Linked DNA regions of Sus scrofa: regions 2, 3 and 4 are each linked to region 1. A link is a contact called in public HiChIP or PLAC-seq data. All regions are on one chromosome and are shown on one strand. The core of a region is the stretch at or near the end of the contact, and the rest is flanking DNA. Distances in the headings are between cores, read along the strand shown.

Evidence for each region. HiChIP or PLAC-seq counts read pairs in DNA pulled down with a chosen protein or histone mark.
Region 2: a contact with region 1 is called in an H3K27ac HiChIP or PLAC-seq map of alveolar macrophages. The contact joins two enhancer-like sites.
Region 3: a contact with region 1 is called in an H3K27ac HiChIP or PLAC-seq map of alveolar macrophages. The contact joins two enhancer-like sites. A contact is called at or near these places in 2 of 2 datasets of contacts at active chromatin or transcription factors (alveolar macrophages and skeletal muscle).
Region 4: a contact with region 1 is called in an H3K27ac HiChIP or PLAC-seq map of alveolar macrophages. The contact joins two enhancer-like sites. A contact is called at or near these places in 2 of 2 datasets of contacts at active chromatin or transcription factors (alveolar macrophages and skeletal muscle).

The regions. Positions count from the first base shown.
Region 1 is chr1:229,448,170-229,450,893 of Sscrofa11.1, reverse strand. The region is part of intron 2 of GCNT1 (beta-1,3-galactosyl-O-glycosyl-glycoprotein beta-1,6-N-acetylglucosaminyltransferase); the gene reads right to left. Among named protein-coding and RNA genes, the nearest start is that of GCNT1, 20 kb to the right of the region's middle. Within about 2 kb of position 1,388, at least 15 of the 83 cell types and tissues checked have an H3K27ac peak or open chromatin away from gene starts, as enhancers often do. A contact at or near this core is called in alveolar macrophages, where this site is marked.
Region 2 is chr1:229,653,271-229,655,994 of Sscrofa11.1, reverse strand. All of the region lies in intron 15 of PRUNE2 (protein prune homolog 2), which reads left to right. Among named protein-coding and RNA genes, the nearest start is that of PRUNE2, 190 kb to the left of the region's middle. Within about 2 kb of position 1,309, at least 9 of the 83 cell types and tissues checked have an H3K27ac peak or open chromatin away from gene starts, as enhancers often do. A contact at or near this core is called in alveolar macrophages, where this site is marked.
Region 3 is chr1:229,625,095-229,627,818 of Sscrofa11.1, reverse strand. The region is part of intron 15 of PRUNE2 (protein prune homolog 2); the gene reads left to right. Among named protein-coding and RNA genes, the nearest start is that of GCNT1, 200 kb to the right of the region's middle. Within about 2 kb of position 1,343, at least 10 of the 83 cell types and tissues checked have an H3K27ac peak or open chromatin away from gene starts, as enhancers often do. A contact at or near this core is called in alveolar macrophages, where this site is marked.
Region 4 is chr1:229,603,780-229,606,503 of Sscrofa11.1, reverse strand. PRUNE2 (protein prune homolog 2) reads left to right here. Exons shown (of 27, transcript XM_021065057.1): 20 at 482-584; 21 at 1,235-1,366; 22 at 2,448-2,534. Among named protein-coding and RNA genes, the nearest start is that of GCNT1, 180 kb to the right of the region's middle. Within about 2 kb of position 1,308, at least 9 of the 83 cell types and tissues checked have an H3K27ac peak or open chromatin away from gene starts, as enhancers often do. A contact at or near this core is called in alveolar macrophages, where this site is marked.

The DNA.
Region 1 (2,724 bases), core at 139-2,638:
GCTACATTTCCCTAGTCTTAAAGGTAGTGATAAAATTAAGACCTATCATGATAGCTAATCAGTTTTAAACATAACTAATATAAATCAATATTCTCAAGCCTTGGTAAGCAGAACAGTTATTATTTTCTTTCCTTCCATTTTTACCTTCTTTTCACATTTCTATGAACTGTTTAAATTCCATGTCAAAGCCTATTAAACAGTTACATAAAAACTTGGAGTTCCTGTTGTGGCACAGAGAAACGAATCTGACTAGGAACCATGAGGTTGCAGATTCGATCCCTGGCCTTGCTCAGTGGGTTAAGGATCCGACATTGCCGTGAGCTGTGGTGTGAGTCACAGACACAGCTTGGATCTGGCATTGCTGTGGCTCTGGCGTAGGCCGGCAGCCGCAGCTCTAATTAGATCCCTAGCCTGGGAACCTCCGTGTGCCGTGTGTGTGGACCTAAAAAGACAAAAAAACAAAAGCAAACAAAAAACAGTTATATGAAAACTTAAAATACGTAGTAAACATGATTAGTGAAAGTCTCAATGACCTGTCCCTATTTTAATTTTATTTTATATTTTATTTTTTATTTTATTTTATATTTTATTTTTTTTGTCTTTTTAGGGCCACACCCATGGCACATGGAGGGTCCCAAGCTAGGGGTCATATTAGAGCTGTAGCCACTGGCTTACACCACAGCAACACTGGATCTAAGCTGTGTCTGCGACCTACACCACACCTCAGGGCAACACCGGATCTCCAACCCACTGAGCAAGGCCAGGGATCAAACCTGTGTCCTCATGGATGCTAGTCAGATTCCTTTCCACTGAGCCACGACAGGAACTTCTGTCCCTATCTTTAAATTAGATGCAACTAAAACTAGGCTTCATCTGTGTGATCACCTACAAAAGAAAAACCAATAAAAGGTTCTCTATGCTTGAATTAATGGCATAAAAAGTTCTACAAATTTTTTTTTTCTTCACTTTTTACAGTACTAAGGAACAAAATGTCATTTAAATAACTTGTGCATCTCATTCATGTTTAGAAATAGTATTCATTCTTTGCAAGTGCTCCTCTGAGGAACAGCCAGGGACACAGGCAGCTGACGGCCTGAAAGAGGAACTAAAACCTCCCATTTCTGCCCACAGTCTTGGTAGGACCCATGAAATACACTCCAGTCTGCACTACAGAGAAGAAAGCTCTAAATCCATCTAAAGGAAAAGAAAGGGCCTAAGAAGGCTTCCTCAATTACAGCCTACCTGAATCTTGAAAAATGGGTAGGATGTAGATACTAGAAAAGAGAAAGCACCCCTTGTTTCTATGCATGCTGACAGAGTAAAAGCCTGAAGCAAAGGAAGTGCAAAAGGAAGATTATGATGTGTAACAAAAGCAGTTTTTTAGAAAAGAGGAAGGTGAGTAAGAGGTAGTATCTGTTTACCACTCATGTTCCATAACCCTAGAGACCTCCTTTCATGTTATGACACAAAGTCTATTTCTCAGTTATGAACCACAGCAATGAATCGATTTTTAAGCACATCTGTGGAAATGAAGGCAAGATTTCAGTAAAGAAATCAGAAGAGTGATGATAAACAGGGGACACATACATGCCCCAAACGATGCAAGTAATCTCTCATAAGAAAAAGCCAGACACCTATAGTCAATCTTTAACAAAGGAGGCAAGAACATAAAACAGGGAAAAGACAGTCTTTTCAGCAAGCATTGCTGGGAAACCTGGACAGCTGCATACAAAGCAATGAAACCAGAACACACCCTCACACCATGCTCAAAAATAAACTCAAAATGGCTTAAAGACTCAAATATAAGACAAGACACCATCAAACTCCTGGAAGAGAACATAGGCAAACCATTCTCTGACATCAACATTAGCAATATTTTCTCAGGTCAGTCTCCCAAAGCAACAGAAATAAAAGCAAAAATGGGACCTAATCAAACTGACGAGCTTTTGCACAGCAAAGGAAACCATAAAGAAAACAAAAAGACAACTTACAGAATGGGAGAAAATAGTTTCAAAGGATACAATTGACAAGGGCTTAATCTCTAGAATATACAAGCAACTCATACAATTCAATAGCAAAAAAGCCAACAACCCAATGGAAAAATGGGCAAAAGACCTGAATAGACATTTTTCTAAGGAAGATGTACAGATGGCCAACAAGCACATGAAACAATGCTCAACATCAATGGTTATTAGAGAAATGCAAATCAAAGCTACCATGAGGTACCACCTCATACCAGTCAGCATGGCCATCATCAATAAATCCACAAATAACAAATGCTGGAGGGCATGTGGAGAAATGGGAACCCTCCTGCACTGCTGGTGGGAATGTAAGCTGGTACAACCACTATGAAGATCAGTATGGAGGTACTTTAGAAGACTATACATAGAACTACCATACGACCCAGCAATCCCACTCTTGGGCATATATCCGGACAAAACTTTCTTTGAAAGAGACACATGCACCCGCATATTCATTGCAGCTCTATTCACAATAGCCAAGTCATGGAAACAACCCAATTGTCCATCGACAGACGACTGGATTAGGAAGATATGGTACATATACACAATGGAATACTACTCAACCATAAAAAAGCACAAAATGCTATTTGCAAAAACATGGATGGAACTAGAGACTCTCCTGCTGAGTGAAGTAAGTCAGAAAGAGAAATTCAAATGCCATATGATATCACTTATATCTGGAATCTAATATACGGCACAAATG
Region 2 (2,724 bases), core at 60-2,559, 210 kb before region 1:
CTTCAGTATTAAATCCCTTGACCTTAATTTGTAAATAGAAAGTTCCCGGAAGAGCTTTGGCATTCACAAATTACATTTCTTCATGAAAGGAACAGAAATCGGAAAGAACAGCAGGAGTATAATGAAGGTTAGCAAAGTGCCATAAAGAGTTAAAAGCTACACCATCTTCGAGTGCAGCTTCATAAATCCAGACATTTTCAGTTGGTCTAATCTTTCTTTCTTCCTGTCAAGCTATTTCCTTCCAGAGAGACCTCAGATCCGTTATCGGAAAGAGAGTAGCAGATGGATCGCAGCAGCCCTGCTGGCATTGTTATAGATTGAGCTCAGAATTCAGGCAGCCTCAAGTTGGCTGAGCTATTATTTGGCTCCTTGTCTGCATTTTGCACACGGCTCTGAAATCCAACAGATGATTGTGTTCAATTGTGCCACTAGCCTCTTTGCTTTTAATGAGATTGCTTTGCTCATCCCTTTCTGCTCAGCTCCCGCAGTAATGAAAATTTTCTCACTGCTGGGGAGGGGACAGATTTTCCCCTGGCATTTATATTACCTTTGCATAAATAATTTACTCTGAATATGTCTGAAAGATTTCTTCCTGATGGATCTTGGGAGGATCTAACTACTATCTAAAACAGTAGTTTTCTAGGTGGGGCCCAAAAACCAACAGGCCTCATCAACACCTGGATATTTGCTAGAAAGGTACATTGCCTGTCCCACCTCATACCTCCTGATCAAGAACCTGGGGTGTGGTCCAGCTGTCATATTCCTCCTCTAGGGGATTCTGAGGCACAGCAAAGTTTGAGACCCACTGGTTTAAAACTTACCCCCATCCCTCTAGGAGTTTATAGTTTAATAAAGGATTTAAACATAGTGAAAAGGTAGATAATAGTGTGAAATTTAAATCAAAATAGTTGATGACCAATGTCATTTAAATAGCTACCAGTTATGGATTTCCTGTTGTGGCTCACCAGAAATGAATCCAACTAGTAACCATGAGGATGTGGGTTCAATCCCTGGCCTCTTTCAGTGGGTCGGGGATCCAGCGTTGCTGTGAGCTCTGGTATAGGTTGCAAACTCGGCTCAGATCCTGCATGGCTGTGGCCGTGGCCAGCAGCTATAGCTCTGATTGGACCCCTAGCCTGGGAACTTCCATATGCTGCAGGTGCAGCCCTAAAAATCCAAAAATAAGTAAATAGCTACCAGTTATAGGGATTTGCCCTGGACCAGGTACTGAACTGTATACACAGGAGCTCATGTTACCATGCCAACTGTATGAGGTAAGAATTACACAAGGGAGGAAACTGATGTTCAGAAAGTGTGAATCACTTGATCTAGTTTATAGTTAGAAAGTGAAAGGAGTTCCTGTTGTGGCTCAGTGATTAACAAATCCATCTAGGAACCATGAGGTTGCGGATTCAATCCCTGGCCTTGCTGAGTGGATTAAGGATCTGGCATTGCCGTGAGCTGTGATGTAGGTTGCAGATGTGGCTCGGATCTGGCGTTGCTATGGCTCTGGCCTAGGCCGGTAGCAACAGCTCCCATTAGACCCTTAGCCTGGGAACCTCCATATGCTGTGGGTGCAGCTCTGGAAAAAGACCAAAAAAAAAAAAAAAAAAAAAAGAAATTGAAGAAGCTGGGGAGTTTGAATTTAAGCCTCTCTCTGTCTGGAATGTGTGTTAATGCTAGTAAGTTAACAGAAAGGCATCTATGTAGGACACTTGTATGGAGAAAGAACCAGGAAGAGCTTATTACCCAGGAGTGCCCAGGGCCCAGGACACTTTAAGAGACTCCTGAGAGGCTTTGAATTTCTTTTAAAAATCAAAAGAAAAAAATGATTATATTACTGTGTGGATTATATTCTGGTGTGAATTATATTTCCTTCTATCAATGTGGATATGAAACAAATTTTTAGGGTTTTGGTTTGTTTTGGTTTTTTTTAAAGTGAAGCAAAGAGCCCATGAAGGCAAAAGTGTGTCTAAGCCTCTCAAAAGTCATACCGAGGTCCTGAGAGATGCAATTCGAGATAGGCATGAAAGGAAAGTCATAGTCTGGAAAGACAAAGAAGGAGATAAGAGGCCAGCCAAGTTAACTGGAGAGAGTAACATAAAGGAAATCCTGGAGACAGGAAGGTAATCACAGAAGCAAGGTGATAAGATAGCCATAGTTTCCCAACCAAAACCTGGAGTCATCTTCTGATGCATAATCTGACCATAGGACCAAAATCCAGACTGCCTTGAAAAAAAGAAAATTAAAACCTGCTTCTCAAAATAAGCTGATAGTATATGCAAGATGAGTTGCATTGACTTCTTGCTGTCACATCACCTAGGCCCCCCCCACCCCCGCAATGCCCACACTGTGTTGAGGGCAGTAAGCTGTGTTTTCAACATCGGAAGGAGCATCAGAAAGAAGCCTTGTTACCTAGTGAGTCTTATTCACAGAACTTGGTATGAGTGCTGGGAGAGTAAACAGTCTGCTTCAGCACTGTGTTCTCACTCCCTAGAATCAGTCTTCACAGAGGCTTTTGCCAGCAGCCTGGTCATCTTCCAGCTGTAGACCACCAGCTAAGGATTGCACACCAAGTCCCCAGTGATGCCTGTGCCTGATCTTTCCTATGGGGTCACAGATCTTTGTTTTTTCTTAAAGAACCGTGTATAGGTTTGTTTCAAAGAAGGCAGAGTTGCAAGAATGTCATGTGACAAAGGGGTATTATGTGTTGGTCCGTGTTTT
Region 3 (2,724 bases), core at 94-2,593, 180 kb before region 1:
ATTTCTTTTTATATCACTTTCTTGTCAACACTTTGCATTATTATTTTTAGATATTCCTTTTTTAAGCAGCATGGCTGCTTGGGGTAAATGACACTTACCTCCTATGAGGAACAAATCTCAGTGCTTTAACACCATGAAGGTTTAAACGTTATTCTCTAATTATTGTGATCTTTTTCATATTGTTCCTATTTTAAAAAGACTTTTCTTGCTAGTTCTTCTGTTTATGGCATCTGCTGGCAATCCCTCATAGTGTTTTTTTCCTAGTAGAGTTTGTGGTTTGGGAGGTGAAGGCTGAGATTTTGGTGTGAGCTCATCTTTGAGAGGTTTTTTTGTTTTTTTTTTTCTTTGTCCTAAGTGGATTTCTATTGAATCCTAGATTGTAAAATCCTAGCACTACCAAGAGGTTTCACATTTGGTTCTTCTGAAACCCTAGGACTCTAGGCCTTCAATGGTCCTAGGTGAATTTTAATTTTAATTTCTTGACTTGTGTTTCCTATATCATTCAGGTACTATTCATTGAGACATTCTTGGTATGTAAGTAATGTCGCTAGTTCTCATGGGTTGCTTTTTATTTTCCACCCAAGATTCCAGGCAAACTGGGCTTTCCAAGGCCAGAGGATAAAGTTTGTTCTCACCTCCTTTCCATTAGGAGGGCAGTTCTTTAAGGGCCATAGCCTTATTTAGAATTTTCAGGTCTAGGCCTTTCTTCTAGCACCTGGAGGTCACTTCCTGTGGGGCCTTAAGACCTGTGTCCAGCCCAAACTCTGCAAGCTACGTTTCATCATCTTTAGACTATGAGCCCAGAGGTTCTACCTTGAATTTAATAGCATTGTTTTATTGTGATTACATTTAATTTATGTGACTCTTTTAGGTGAGTGACTCTTAAGTTTCTATATGTACAGTGATACAAACCTTCCCTTCAAAATGAACTTATTTAACTAAATAAGTCATTAAGTAAATTGATAAGTGCTAAGTAGCTATGAAAAGCCCATAAAGGTGGTATGGAAAGCATTTGGTGCTCTTCTGAGCTTTATCATCATGTTTAAAATGTTATTTTGTGCTTTAACAACCAAGACAAAAAGATGTCAAAGCCTGGGTTGAGACTGTGGGAAATGGGGTTACTCAAATCAGGGCATGGTGTGAGTCAGATGTTCCCTTCAAAACAAATAATAAAGTCAGCTCTGCCAGTCAGAATGGGCTGGATTAGTGTGTGGTAACAGAGAAACCCAATATCTCAGGGCAAAACACAAAAATTTCTTTTTGCTCACGTATCCGACAAGCTTTATTTAGTAGAGGCTCTGCTCCTCACAGCCACTGAGTGGAGCTCCTCTACAGGCACCAAAGGACACCTGCCACTTCTGCTCTCATTTCATTCATCAGAGTAAGCCTGACAACCTCCCTAATTTCAGAGGAGGAGAGGAAAGTATAATTTTACCATGTGCCCAAAAGGCGAAAGCCGGAAATATTTGGTGAAGAATGATACTGATTGTACAACCATTCAGCAAACAAACAGTTCTGGATCCGTCCTCTAGATGGAGAGGTGGAGCCATGCACCTGTTGAGCAGGTCAGCCATTGTAGAGTCAGACTTGTGTTTACAACTCCTTCAGCCTTTTTGTAGTTCCAATCTGTATACAGAAAACTCCAAATTAAGTAGTGGCTATGGGTGGGTAAGGTAAACTGCATACTTTCATGATGGAATGATTTGTCTCCTAAAAGATCCCAAGAGGCTTCTATTACTGATGGTAAAATTCCATCCTGCTTTCTTTACCAGCTACTCTTTTTGGCCCCTTCGTTTCTACAAATATTTATAGTCCTCCTGTATGAATGCAGTTAAGTATTTACAATGCACACAACTTAGGTTTCTCTGTGGTTTGCCTCTGGGCTGTTCTGGTTCAGGGTTCCTTTTCTGACCCTGAGGTTTCCTAAAAAAGTCCCCATGTCCTTTTGTAACATGCCTGTGTTTGTGACCCTCTCCTCTGTGTACCACTTGATCACAGCTTCAGCTTTTCCTTTCCTTTGCCCATACCACCTCTGGCTTTCTAGAACTTTCTTTACAGGATCTCCACTCTGTGTCGCAAAGGGGCATTGAGAGGGAGACAGAAGCTCTCTTCACTAACCAGTGAGTCCAGGGGCACTTGCAGGCTCTATGGAGGTTTGTGTAGCACTGAAATTTTCCCTTACCTGGGCTCATACAGTGGTAGCAACCGTAATTATATTTTGTCTAATCATGACACATACTTCTGTTAAATCACTAATCCCGCCCTTATCTTTTAAATGAAGGAATGCAATACCTTAAACTTAGTCAATGCTTTATAATCTCTAGCATATTTTCATATGTATTTTATTTATTCTTTTTAATTCTCCACAGTTGCTGTGATGTTGGGTAGTTAGTGCCTTCATTTAAAATCGCAGACAGCTAATTTTCTCAGGATTAATCTGCTTGTAGTAGAACTATAACCTTGTATCAAGGACTCTTTCAGTTATTCCATGATGTTGTCCATAACGTGCAAACATTTGAAAAACCTACGTGATTTTAAGACAGATACTATTTATCCATTTTTAAACCCTTCATATTTATTTTGGAGCTAAGGCCAGCACCCTTAGTGGCTGGTGACAGTCATTATTTTTAACTCCATCATCCCATCTTCACCATAAGCATGAGGCTGGTCTGTTTGTCCTCCTATATCCTTAGCACAGAGTAGACACTCAATACCTATTTGTTG
Region 4 (2,724 bases), core at 59-2,558, 160 kb before region 1:
GTGGCTAAATTTTTCCCCTCAAATTAACCAAGCTCTAAAACTAGGAGGAACTAAAGAGGATCAAACAGAATCTCTTTCTTGGCTATGAAAGGAGGGAATATTATATAAATTCACTTTTTTTATTATATAAATAAGAAGCTCTTAAGTAAAAAATGTTGCCCCCATCCTTTGATAAGTTGAATATTTAAACACCAATTTATGACTATGTACAACATATATAATCATCCATAATACATGAATACTCAATATTTGCAAATACATTCACACTATATGTTTAAGAATCTACTTAATTTATATCTGAACCACCGAAGGATATGTGTAAATACTTACAGGAGAATAATCTATATAGTACCCATTTAAAGATAGACCTATTACATCCACATACACTTTCCAAGGCTTCCAGATTTATCCTTTAGGTTAAATATTTTGTGTTGTTAAGAGCTTTCACTTGGTTACAAATGTCTTTTTGTTTGTCCCCCAGGATACTATGGGGACGGCCTAAATGCCATCATTGTGTTTGCTGCCTGTTTTCTGCCAGACAGCAGTCGGGCGGATTACCACTATGTCATGGAAAATCTTTTCTTGTGAGTGATACTTACGACAAAGTGCTTTGAGCTGCAGTCTGTGGGCATGTCATGGCAGATAGAGCATCTTTAATAAAAGGAAATCAGTGATGTAGAATATTCTATGCCTTTGATTAAAAGTCGATGAAATCTGTGTCGAGGAAAATTGCTCAAGAGACTAAAAGCTTTAGAGGAGCTGTTTTGTCAGAATAAATTGAAAACAAAATGCACAGTTTGGCCTGTATTTTAACATTCTGTAACATTTCCTTTGGCTGAGGTGTCATTTTTATTCCCTGATAACATGTTCTCAGTCAACTGATGATAACCTGACTTCATTTATATCTGCCGTCACTTAATCTGCCCTGAGCCTAGTATATAGTAACATTGTTGACATTTTTGAAAGTCAGGTTTCTAACCCACACATTTTTCAGGTGTACTAGCATTAAAAGAGAGAGAGGGGAGAGAGAGAGAGACAGATAACAAATAAATGAATAATACTCTCAGAGAAATGATCTTAGGTAACTGCAGTCTTCTCAAGGTGAAGAGGTAATATGTGCAACCATTCTTAAATGTCATGCACCCTGTAATTTAAGTGTTATATAATTATGGGAAAATAAGATGAACTCTTTCATGTGGGAACTGACAACACTCCTCTTCCTTCCTGTGATCAGATATGTAATAAGTACTTTAGAGCTGATGGTAGCTGAAGACTATATGATTGTGTACTTGAATGGTGCAACCCCAAGACGGAAAATGCCAGGGCTGGGCTGGATGAAGAAATGCTACCAGATGATTGACAGACGGTATGTAGACGCCATTATTTAATCACTATTTTGACCTCCTCCACAACGTCCATCTCCAGTTAGGTTTTAATTTACCAAAATTGCAGTCACAATTTAGGAACACTGAATTAATGAAGAATTGGGGTAATAAATTATAAAAGTATTAATCAAAGTGTTACTTGATGCCCCAAATCTGAAATAAGGCAACTCTTGCTTTATTTTGTTCAATGCTGAAATCTTTTTGTTAAATGTTGTAAAATACTTGGTGACCAAGTATTTTAAAGTATGCCCATCCTTTTGCCACATGGAGGTGCAATTTGAGCTGAAAAACCAAAGTATCTGGGAGTCGTTATTGATATCACGTGACCTTGCTGATGTTTTTATGCACTAGGACGATTGTGACTTAGGCAACCCTTGTTCTCTTATTTCAACATTCACTGTTAATTCTGGCCCATGGGGGGACCTTTCTGTACTCTTTCCTCAAGCTACATCACTTCTGTCCATGCTGGTTTTATTAGAACAAAACACGTGGTCGCCATCTATAGGAGAATGGCCATAATAAGCATAGAGGTTTATGATGTCTACCATATGTGTGGCTTCCCCTCAGATGTGAGTGTCCTGTTATAGTAACTAAAATCTATTTCACCATCCAAATGTACACAAGTAGCATTGCTAATGCTGAGAAATATGTCTGAATATCAAAAACATTAAAATGATAATCTGTAGGTCATATAACCACATAATAGACTGTTACTATTTTCATTATACAGAAGAAACCAAGGCTCAGGTGAATTGGCTGAGTTGCTAGTAAAGAGCGTATTCATTTCAGACTGATAAAGATAATGGTGACAAAAATGAAAAGCATCATTAAACAAAAATATTCCAGGTCAGTTATAGATTTATGCACTCTAAGAATGTAGTATTCTATTTTATATTTATTCTATGGAGAAGTAAGATTTGAATCATGCAAATTTCAAATTATATCTTAAAAGGCATTCTTTTTATTAATCATGGCATTCTATACCTTCATACCAGATAACAGTAATTTATATAGAACTCCCTATTATTATATATGTAATTGTTTTTTCTCTTTTCAAAATAGGTTGCGGAAGAATTTAAAATCATTCATCATTGTTCATCCATCTTGGTTCATCAGAACAATCCTTGCAGTTACACGACCTTTTATAAGGTATGCTTGATATTGCAGTAGAATTAATACTACTTTAATTATAAAAATATGCATTCATTGTCCTCTAAACAATAATTCATAAACCAGCAGAGTATTTAGAAAAACATGTTTTACTTCTCCCTTTTCTGGAAATCTATTTTGGACCACCCAGCAAGAGACTCTGATTATGAGTGAGCAAATAAATAAATAA